Linked DNA regions of Gasterosteus aculeatus: region 1 is linked to region 2. The links are chromatin contacts, called in public Hi-C maps. All regions are on one chromosome and are shown on one strand. Each heading gives the region's core, a stretch centred on a gene start, on an enhancer-like site or on the middle of the called end of the contact. The rest is flanking DNA. Distances are from core to core; before and after follow the strand shown.

What was found. A called contact is a pair of places that touch in the nucleus more often than the background predicts.
Region 1: a contact with region 2 is called in a Hi-C map of liver, with 5 times the contacts expected there. The contact joins the enhancer-like site here to the promoter of LOC120815710 in region 2. A contact is called at or near these places in 5 of 6 Hi-C or Micro-C datasets (liver, skeletal muscle, tail fin and 1 more).

Annotation. Positions count from the first base shown.
Region 1 is chr3:11,119,200-11,124,228 of fGasAcu3.hap1.1, forward strand. c8b (complement component 8, beta polypeptide) reads left to right here. Exons shown (of 27, transcript XM_040170563.2): 15 at 1,217-1,266; 16 at 1,496-1,623; 17 at 1,875-2,022; 18 at 3,045-3,192; 19 at 3,273-3,414; 20 at 3,485-3,617; 21 at 4,268-4,465; 22 at 4,628-4,868. Among protein-coding and RNA genes, the nearest start is that of c8a, 8.5 kb to the right of the region's middle. Within about 2 kb of position 1,607, at least 2 of the 9 cell types and tissues checked have open chromatin away from gene starts, as enhancers often do. A contact at or near this core is called in liver, where this site is marked.
Region 2 is chr3:11,029,775-11,034,818 of fGasAcu3.hap1.1, forward strand. LOC120815710 (SUN domain-containing ossification factor) reads left to right here and starts at 2,078. Exons shown (of 24, transcript XR_013467125.1): 1 at 2,078-2,463. dnm3b (dynamin 3b) reads left to right here. Exons shown (of 21, transcript XM_040170614.2): 21 at 1-1,064.

The DNA.
Region 1 (5,029 bases), core at 357-2,856, 89 kb after region 2:
AGTAGTTTTTCAAAGCAAATACACTGAGTATCAAAAAGTAAGTGTTCATTATAACACTGGCCGCTGTTACTAATTAATCTGTTTAAAGACTCACAAGATTAGGCGTCTTTAGATAATTAATGTGTTGGAAAGTAAAATAAATATTAAGTTTTGCTGCACATATTTATTTCCTTTTGTTTAGAAATAGTGGAACATTTGAACAGTTCTGAGAGGTGTAGTAATTACTTTTCACCAAGTATTACCTCACAATCATAGATCAACTAATCACATCCCACTGTGCGTCCTCCAAGGACAACATATATGTGTTATAATTACATTCTGAGTCATTTCAGGACTAGCAGTGTGTTTTATTAGGTTAACCCTTATGTTGATTTTCACAGGGTCAGTAAACATCAGTTGTGTCACTTTGTGAAATCCAAAAGCAGACAAGGTGAAGTTTAAAGGTCAAAAATACACAAACACAATTTCAATGGTTTAACTCTGTTACAGGAATTTACTTCATCGCAAAGCCGTTATTTTCCTCCATTTTCATATATCATTATTGTAGCATATGTTTTCTTTGCATTTCCAATTGATCCCATTTCTACAATTGACATACAATTGAGTTTAAATAACCAAGCAGAGCTCCTGGCTTAAGTATGTCAATTACCTTATTTTGTGAAATTATTCTTTGCAGTTGTAACTATTTTCTTTCACATTCACAACTCGTTGACTTCCATCCATCTGACTCGCGGTGAGAAGCCACAGTCCGCAGAGATTTATTGGAGCAACACACACTCAAATAAAGCAAGCTCCTTATCATCAGAAAGACCCTTTACAATCCGATGAAACAGTTAATGCATTCCTTTGATCATTGGATTGAGTGAAACCTTCCCCCTCTATCCTGACTGCGTAACTATCTTCCCGTTATTCTCCCCCCTCTTCACCAGACCCCCATTTCTGGTATGTTGATGACAGCCTGGCTCCGTCATTCTGGTGGGTTGACCCTATCTCGCTGACCCCCCCCTCTCTCCCCTCTGTCTCCCAGCGCCTACACACACACACACACACACACACACACACACACACACACATACACACACACGCATGAGGCCTTCTTACACTATCTCCCCCTGAGCCTTTGCCATCCTCACTCTGGCAAAGGCTCTTCTGTCTCTATATCTCTACAACCTTGACGCTGGGGGTCTATAAAGCTTTCCGGCCCCCCTCTGTCCAGCTGTAAATCATCTACCTAGATACGTCCACAGCTACATCCCTACTCACACAGTCAGATAGAGATGATTAGAGCACGGAATTGGACACGTTTTCCCCTCTGCAGCATGAACCTGATGTCACACCTGTGTGTCCATCGCACACTGACACAAAAACCTAATCCCACGACGCCTTGTCAAGTGGCACCGACGTCTGCCGTCTTGTGCATTCGGCTCCACTTCTGCGTGTGTTGCGGCACTGAGTTCACGTGCGGGTCGGTATTGATCCGTGCGTGTTTACATAGGGAGCTGAGCAGTGTCTTCTCCTCGCTCGCTGTCAGGCACAACATACAACCATGCTGGCTGTGGTGGTACGGATGAGTGCGCTCACTTCTCACTGCTGTCTGCTCTGTGTTACTTTGGTGCTGCTAAGGTAGGTTTTTCCATCTGTTTGGTAATCGACGGCTGATATTTTAATGTTAACCTCCAACACAGTTTAAAAAAAGGCTTGAAATCCTCCCTAAATCCTGTCTAACATCTATATCTGTGTCTTTATCTGTGTTCCACCACGACCCGAACTTGACAGCCATTTGTTATTTTTGAGACAATAAAACTTTTCCACTTCCGAATCTGCTGAGAATGTGTGTCAGTACACGAATGTTACTTTGAAGCAATTTGCCCCAGTTATGTTGCCGTGACGAAAGCGGACAACGAGGAGCCCAGTGTTCGTCAGGCTCGCTCGGCGGCCGATCAGGTGGTCGTTCATCCCGTGGACTGTGTTCTGTCTGGGTGGAGCTCGTGGTCGCGCTGTGACGTCTGCCAGAAGAAAAGAGTGAGTATGGTAACACCAGACTATGGTAACACCAGCTTTAATACATGCTATCAGGACACAAGACACAATAAAACCACCCATTGCAAATGTTTAAATGAAAAGCTCATTGAGGGAGATGGTGTGACCACAGAATTCAACATTGAACGTGTGTTGATGGTCATCGGATGTCCCTCACTTCATGTGCTGCTCAACCCTTGCATCCAATATGGCAGAAGGAAGGAACATTTTTTGGGAGTACGCTTTGTTGCAGAGAGTTTGGTATCACTCTCCCATTTTGGTAAATAAAAAGCAGCACCCAGAAGCTAGCTAACTTAGCATAGCATATAGACTAGATACACAGGAGGAACACTAGCCTGGAGCAACCAAATGCATCCACCAACTCATTTGTTAGTCAATTCATGTGTAAAAATAACAAATCGCTATATAAATGGGGGATTTGTGCCGTGCTATTTATTGTTCAGGTCACGTAATCTTGAAATAATAGAAAATGTATTTCCCAATCTAGCAATTTAATCAAAGAAGAACCATTACATTTCATGTAATTTAGCTGACGCTTTTATCCAGAGCGAGTAACAATAAGTGCATAGCCGCAGTCAATGCGGCCCATTTGACTACAGGTTTTGTGCACTGCAGTGAGCTATACATATTTTATGTCTCATACCAATGTTCATGTTGTAACATTGGTATTAGACAGATAAGATTTCTGATACAGAAAGACGAGATTCAGCGCTCGGATTGTAAGATAATCGTGCAGACTGAGGCATCCGACATGCTGACTCCTGAGTGCTGTTTTTCTGTGGGCTCCTCTGCTGGCAAAGGTCTCGGCTGATGTACTTCAGCGTTCTATTTCATCCACTTTACAAGGAGGGGGGATTAATAACCTTGACATGACAAAGTGAAAACAGCCCTCTAATGGGATTTCGGCTGTAATAGTTCCCTGGAGCACTTTCTACCACCTTCGTTGAGTAGAGGCGAGCTTTTCCTCTCTGTTCCTCCAACGGTTTATGTGTTTGTCTTCATAGTTTCGCTATGCCAAACTGGACCAGCCATCCCAGTTTGGAGGGCAGCCGTGCAACTTTTATGGCGAGGAGGAGGAGGCCTGTGCCGTTCCAGCACACTACACCTGTGTCACTGTTCCTTTGTGTGAGGGATTCCTCTGCAACCAAACAGGTATCTCCCACATCCGGCCCCAACTATGGATTTTAGGGTGTTTGTGTCGCAATGCCGTCCACCTCCTTGCTCTCCGTCAGGTCGCTGCATCCCCAGAACTCTGCAGTGCAGCGGGGAGGACGACTGTGGGGACATGTCGGATGAAGCCGGCTGTAAGAACGTTCCGAAGCCCTGTAGCTCGGAGGCCGAGGAGTATTGGGGGATCGAGAACCTCGCCAAAGGGTGAGTCCGCCACGTGAGTCCTCAAAATCGATCTGCCCGCCGTTAAACGCCGCCGCTACTTATCTTTCAGAATCAACATCTTGAACAGTAACCTCGGGGGAGTGGTGCTGGATAACAGATACTACGCCGGCAGCTGCCTGCCGCATTACATCGAGGATGTCAGATTCAGGAAGCCGTACAACTTGCTACATTACACTTTGCAGGTGCGTAATGAGCATTAGGTCGGAGTCCGTAAACAAGATGAGGTCTTCCTGCCATGACATTTTAATAAGTCACTCTTTATAAGAGGGTTAGTAAGTAGCTTTGCAGCCACTAATATCTTTAGTAATAGATCGGAAAATATTTGGCTTCCCTTCCTGCATGTAAATGCAGTTTTCTGTCTGAAATATTATCTTGCAAGCAAAACAGAGCAGACTGGAGTTTTTCAACAGGTGGTCAAGGACAGCCAGGGAATTTCAAACAGACATAATAATGTGCATTTTGACATGTTTCCTAAAACGTGTAACATAACAACAAATATGTAACATTGTTTTGGAGAAACTGCCAAAATAAAGACATTCAGTGTGAAGCTGAGCATCATATGAGACCAAATTGCGAAATTAAAATGTGTTCTTATTAGGTGTTAACTATTTTATAAAACATAATAAATGTGTTGTTAATATTACTCATAATTGGAAGGGTGCTTCATTAGAACGTGTGTCCATATTTTCTTTGTGTTGGCTGCATCAGTTGTTGTCTTCCATCTCTCTTCTATTTGCTATTATATGTTGACTGTATGTTAATTGGTCATCAATATCGTTCTGCTAATTACATACTAAAAAGGAAATAAATGACAGTTCCCATGTGTTTACAGACAAAAGGCTCGTATGATTTCACAATGCAGTCTTTTAAATCATACAAAGAGTACAAGGACCACGTCGTGAAGGAGCACTATTCCCAAACCACTTTTTCCTTTGGCATTGCCGTTCCAGGCGTATTTGAAGTTGCCTTTAACTTCAATAATGAAAAATATTCAAAAGCCGAAAGGAAGATTCGCCGTGCTTCTAGCAAGGTGAGATGTCTTTTCTCCAGGCCTCTTTGCAACCTATGTATCTTTAAAAACAAAACAAATGATCAAGATTCATACAAACACACTCATATCTCAAATATCTGCAATTCTAACCTGGAAGCGATGAGGTATTCATCACCTAACTTGCAGCGATTCTTCTCCCAGACCAACAGCTTTGTGAGGGCCAAAGCAGAACTGGAATTGGCCCAGTACATTTTGAAGTCCGATGATTTGATGCTCCACCCTGAGTTCCTGCAGCGTCTGCGCTCTCTGCCACAGACGTATGTCTACGGAGAATACAGACAGATCTACAGGGACTACGGAACCCACTACATCACAGAGGCAGCCCTCGGAGGAGACTACGAATACACCGTCATCCTGAACAAGGAGAAGCTCGAGAAGACAGGTAGTAAATGTTAATGGATGTTGAAACCGAAACACTGCATGTTGGAAGAATGCGTAAAGCTAATTATTATGGGTCAGATACTTGGGTATGGCAGTGACATCATCCACATTCTGGCATCCCTCATCTCCGACACAGACGCCTAGTAATCATTTTTCGTCAAG
Region 2 (5,044 bases), core at 828-3,327:
TAATTATCAGCTTAATGTTCTCTTAGGAACAGGAGTTGTATCTTAGTATGTGGGCGTGTACGTGCGTGTTTGTGTGAGAGTAACTCTGTGTACTTGCGTGCGAGTGTGCGAGGACACGTGTGCATGTGCCGTCCGTCTGCACGTTTGTTGCCGTTTCATTTGTATTTGTTTTCATGGTCAAAGCTGTTAATGGTGAATCATAAAACCCCTTTGGGGTAAATTTAATGTTGGACTTTTGTGAGTTGTTCCTGTGTTGTAGTAGCAGCCACACACACATAGCAAGGCTGAGGAGCACTGTCAGTATTCTCTATATGGAAACAGCCTCAATAACACATTTAACCTTCTCATAGGTGTCCACCTGTGCTGTATCAATGGTCAAGTTGTGACCCTTGCAGCCTTAAACTCCGCTTCAGATGCTGACCTGTGAGATGGAGAAAAAAACAACAAAAAAACGTTACCCGAGTTCCCTATTGAACGAACAAAGAACATGCATTTACATGTTTCCATCTAGACTTTTTCTCAGGTTTGAAACTTGCAACCCCTTGGCCATCCCAAACTAGCGCTCCCTTCTCAACTCTATAGTCTCTCGTATTTCCCTCACAACCATCCGGGCTAGTTGGTCAGCATCTCCATCAGAGCTTAAGGCGGTATTGTCAATGTTCAAGTGCTTCTCTGTCAGTTTGTTATTGTGTATGTGGGCCTAAACTGTTTTTCTGATGTATATAGGCAATGATAAGGAGATACTGTACCTGTGGACTATTAAGACCTCATCGAGGATCCTAGCGCTTTAATCGTTCTCTGTGTCTCTATTCACTAAATGCTCTCTTCTCTCTGATTTAGACTGCCTTACTGGCATGAGTTACACTTCTGTATTGCCAAAGCTAAATGTAGAAAGAGAATTGGAAAGTTGAAAATAATTCATCAAATCAACAAGGAAATGGTTCTAGTTGTAGTGAGATGGCATTGTTTAGCAGAGGGCATAATATTAAACCGGGGAATTGCATCGGTTGTTATTTTTTTGTGTCTCTGTATCGCTCCTCAATAAACTTCTTCCTCATAATGTCTCACTTTGTCAACACAGTCTTTACTGTAGAAGCCGGTAGGTTTAATAACCTAGTAAAACAAGTACACGCTAAATTATTTAAATTAAAAATAAGGATTGTCTCCTCCTAAAAGTCTGAATATGAAGTTAAACATACTTTGCTATTTTGCAAGCACAATGTTCCTCACCCTATCAAACACCATTAATGTATTCGATATAAGGGATGCAATACAATAGTAAATTTTCAATATATGTTAGTGGCTTTCTTTGTGGCTGATGCGTACTATGCAAACTGCGTACTTTGAAAGACCAAACCAACTCATTTAATATTACATCTATAGGATTACCGAGGAATCTTAGCCCGCTATGGCTGGGAAGCCACATGATGGCAGCAGAGACCTTACTGAGTGTACAGTTGTTCCAGTGGTTAAGGGATTTAAAAAATGGACAAACTATTTCAGTTCAATGTTGCTTGATTGGGATAAACGGGCACTGCAATGATCAACAGCAACAGCTGGCATGTTGGATGCTGATCAAGTTATTATATCCGTCCTATATGTCCTAATACGTCTTATAAGGTGAATGCTCGTATGCTGTGTGGTTACAGTAATTGAAATGATCACATAGTAGATAGTGTGAGGGTGTGAGATTTTTCATGTAGGAGGTGCACCCTTTCACTGGGCGTTAGACTAGTAGTTAGTTTCGTGGCCCTCACCGAGGGGATTAAAAGAATTGCTTTGAATGTTGCTCTGTTGGCTCCATCTAGTGACCTCAACGTAAACATGCAATTTGTAAGACAGCCTGGATTCAATATCAGGTTACTGCAGTATATATTTTTTGGTGAAAACATGAGGAAATAAAGTCCCACTACCAGATCAGACCTTGTGACCTTTTTGGATTGACCCGGATGAACAATAAAGTTATGACATGCTATTTGGACATCGTGATTGTAATCATCGCAACCGTGGTGACTTGTAAAAGGAGTCGTCGACACAAAACACGTCACTAAAAGCAGCGCCGCCCACGCAGGCGACCGTTCCCATCGAAACAAACGCCCCTTCCACATGCTCAGTTTAAACTGCGCACCCGCCTCTCTGTCTTCTGATTGGACGGTTGAGTCGCCCGCTGATACGCACCGACAATCGGCATAGGCAACAGCAGGTTGTGTGTATGTGTGACAGTTGTTAGCATCACACTTCACCGGAGAAGCGGCTAGCGTTATCTAAGTTAAGTCAACAGGAAGTGGCGGGTGAATTTATATCCTACACAACTCCGGAGTGCGCTCGCCCGCAGCGGGAGACAAACCCCATTTCCGAGTAACGTCACAGCGAGGATGTCCGTCCCGGCCGGAGAGGGATGAAGATGAAACCGCAGTTGTGGCGAGTTGTGTCAGTGTGGCTGTGTGTGACTGTACTCTGTTGGTGAGTTCACTTCATTCGAGCCGAGTCGCATTGTCACGTCAGTGACTGTAAAACGCATTCAACTCAAGGGGGTTACAAAGTGTTTCGTTAGCTGGCTAAGCTAACGAGACGCTGCGATGTGGCGCCTGGCTGACTTCTGACTTGCGTTTAGCTCGAGTTGCTGATCAGCGGTGTCGTTACTTTTACTCGTTGACGTCAGCTAGGATTAACACGGCTAGCGTTAGCCTTGTAGCAAATGCAACGTGTACAACGTCAAAGATGGTGAACCGTCGAACGGGTGTAACTTCCTCCACGTGAAAGTGCATCGTACTTAAGTTACGGGGCGATTAACGCTAGTTAACTATTAAGCTAACGTTAGCTAACACAAGTCGTAGCCGCCACTGGAGACTTTAAGTTAAGTCACTGTCATTCGGTTGTTCAGCTCCTGTCAGGGTGGTGGTGGGGGGGCTCCACTGTCCACTGTCCTCTTGACAGCTGGAGGTCATCACGTTACAGGCAGCACACAGGGACATTATGTAGGGTGATTTTGAGGGTCGCTGCAGCACACGCGGACTGCTGTGCTTGAGATGGAGAGGAGAGGGACGGCGTGTTATTGTGGGTGTTAAGATCCATGTTGTTGACCTGACCTACTTTCACCAGCACAGCTTCTCGTTAAAGCTGTGGTAATCATAAGGATCTTTTTGAAGTCTGCCTCTGCCGATGGTTCAATTGTGGGCTGAACAAGTTTTGAAAAAACAAAATCAATAATCTAATTGCAATTTCTTTTTGTCTTATTATTGTGTATGAACGACATAATCATTCTCACTTTTAAGGGTGCGATGTCGTAGTTTCTTCTGTGATCTGTATTGAACACCGATGTTTCCATGTGTCAGTAGAAGCCAGGACATTTCTGCACCACGACAGTATTTAATGTTGACTTGTATGTTGACGTACATTTTGTTCTTAACAATTATTGGGCCTAATGCGATTTAAAAGTTGCCTCAGGCCATATTGCAATTTTGATTAACTGTGCAGCCCTGGCATCATTCAGTAAGATGAGAAAGAAGAAGCTGAGCAATTCTGTCAGTTTATTGATGTTAACTTACTGTTTGTAGGGTAAAACACCGCTATACTTGTTGACATTGATTATGGCCCCTGTTCCATTTAGGTGGCCCGTGGTATTGTGAAGGCTGACTCAATGGACGGTCAGTGACATTAAATAGAATGGTTCTATATTTAATTCAATTTAATTTACCCTGCTGTTGTATGTGAAACAGCTGCTTTAAAAATGGGGCTGAAGTGCTTGTTGATCACCTGGAATAGCAAACTGGGACACTTCATTCAGAAAAGGAAGCAATGGTGGAACTGACTGTTAATTATTTTCTTGACTGGATAATTTTCTTAAAAATTAACTAAAGTCGATCTCAAATAGGATTGGCCTGTTTTTACTGTGAGAGTGGCGACCACCCGAGATTTTACTAAATTCGAGACTTATGCCTTTTTAATATTTGGTTATATTTAACCATTTAGGGTTATTTTTTACAGAAATTAATTATGTACTATTATCGTGATCCAGACATGCAATATGCTGGTGCCTTCATGTCAAGAGAAAACGATATCATGAATCACTGTCGCAATATAGATGAATTGTTCTGTCTCTAATATGAATTCCTTTCCTTCGTCAGCTTTAAAGTCCTTATTAGGATTGTGACCAGTGTCATTTTTTCATCTTTGAAACAGAGCTTCGGTTAGACCGTTTCTTGATTGTATGAAAGGTGCGTAGTGCATGAAAAAAATTATTGCCATATACGTGACGGCATAGTGCCACGTACTAAATCATCTTATCACGTTATTACACAAGTTGAAAATGGGAGTAATCAGTGATGCATCGCGTCATGTGACACGTGAGTTGAGACACTCGGGTCACTCAGAGATGTGCCACATACACATGATCTTTGTATCTTTTGTTAAACTCCACTGTAAGTACAGTGCAGTGGGCTCGCCCACAGAGGAATATCCATGTCAACATGAAGGGAACACCTAGAAAACATTCCCGTTTTTTTTCTAGCATCTTCTCTCTAAAGTCTCTGCTTTCACTCTGCCTGTTTTATTATTGAGAAAATGATGCCTTAACACCATCCATGCTGCTTTTAGGGGTTTTTCAGTTAGAAAACAATGTCTCTGTTGTTTGCTGAAATGTCTCTCGCCAGTCTGGCCCCTAAAGTCCGATCAACAAAGCAGTTGCACCAGCCGGCTGGTGACGTGGCCGTGGGCCAAGTTGAGCGCTTGACCTGGAAACAAGGATCAAATCCAGATAATTCCACGGATTGTTGACAAGTTTGCCATCTCTGTCGAAGTGGGGCCTTTGAGACGGTTCAACGAGGATCTTTTCCCCGCAGGAATTTCCATTATTATTGCAGACATTTAAAGCCTTGTTCCTGCTAATTGTTGTTGTTGTTTTCCTGTCAGCAGTGAGCACAGTTCCAGTGAACCTGAGCATTATTTCTGTCACATCACAGCATGAGAACTGTGGTGTTTGAAACAAACAGACACGTTTGATATCTCTACAGTTAAACCTAAATAATTGGCCTATGGCCTCGCA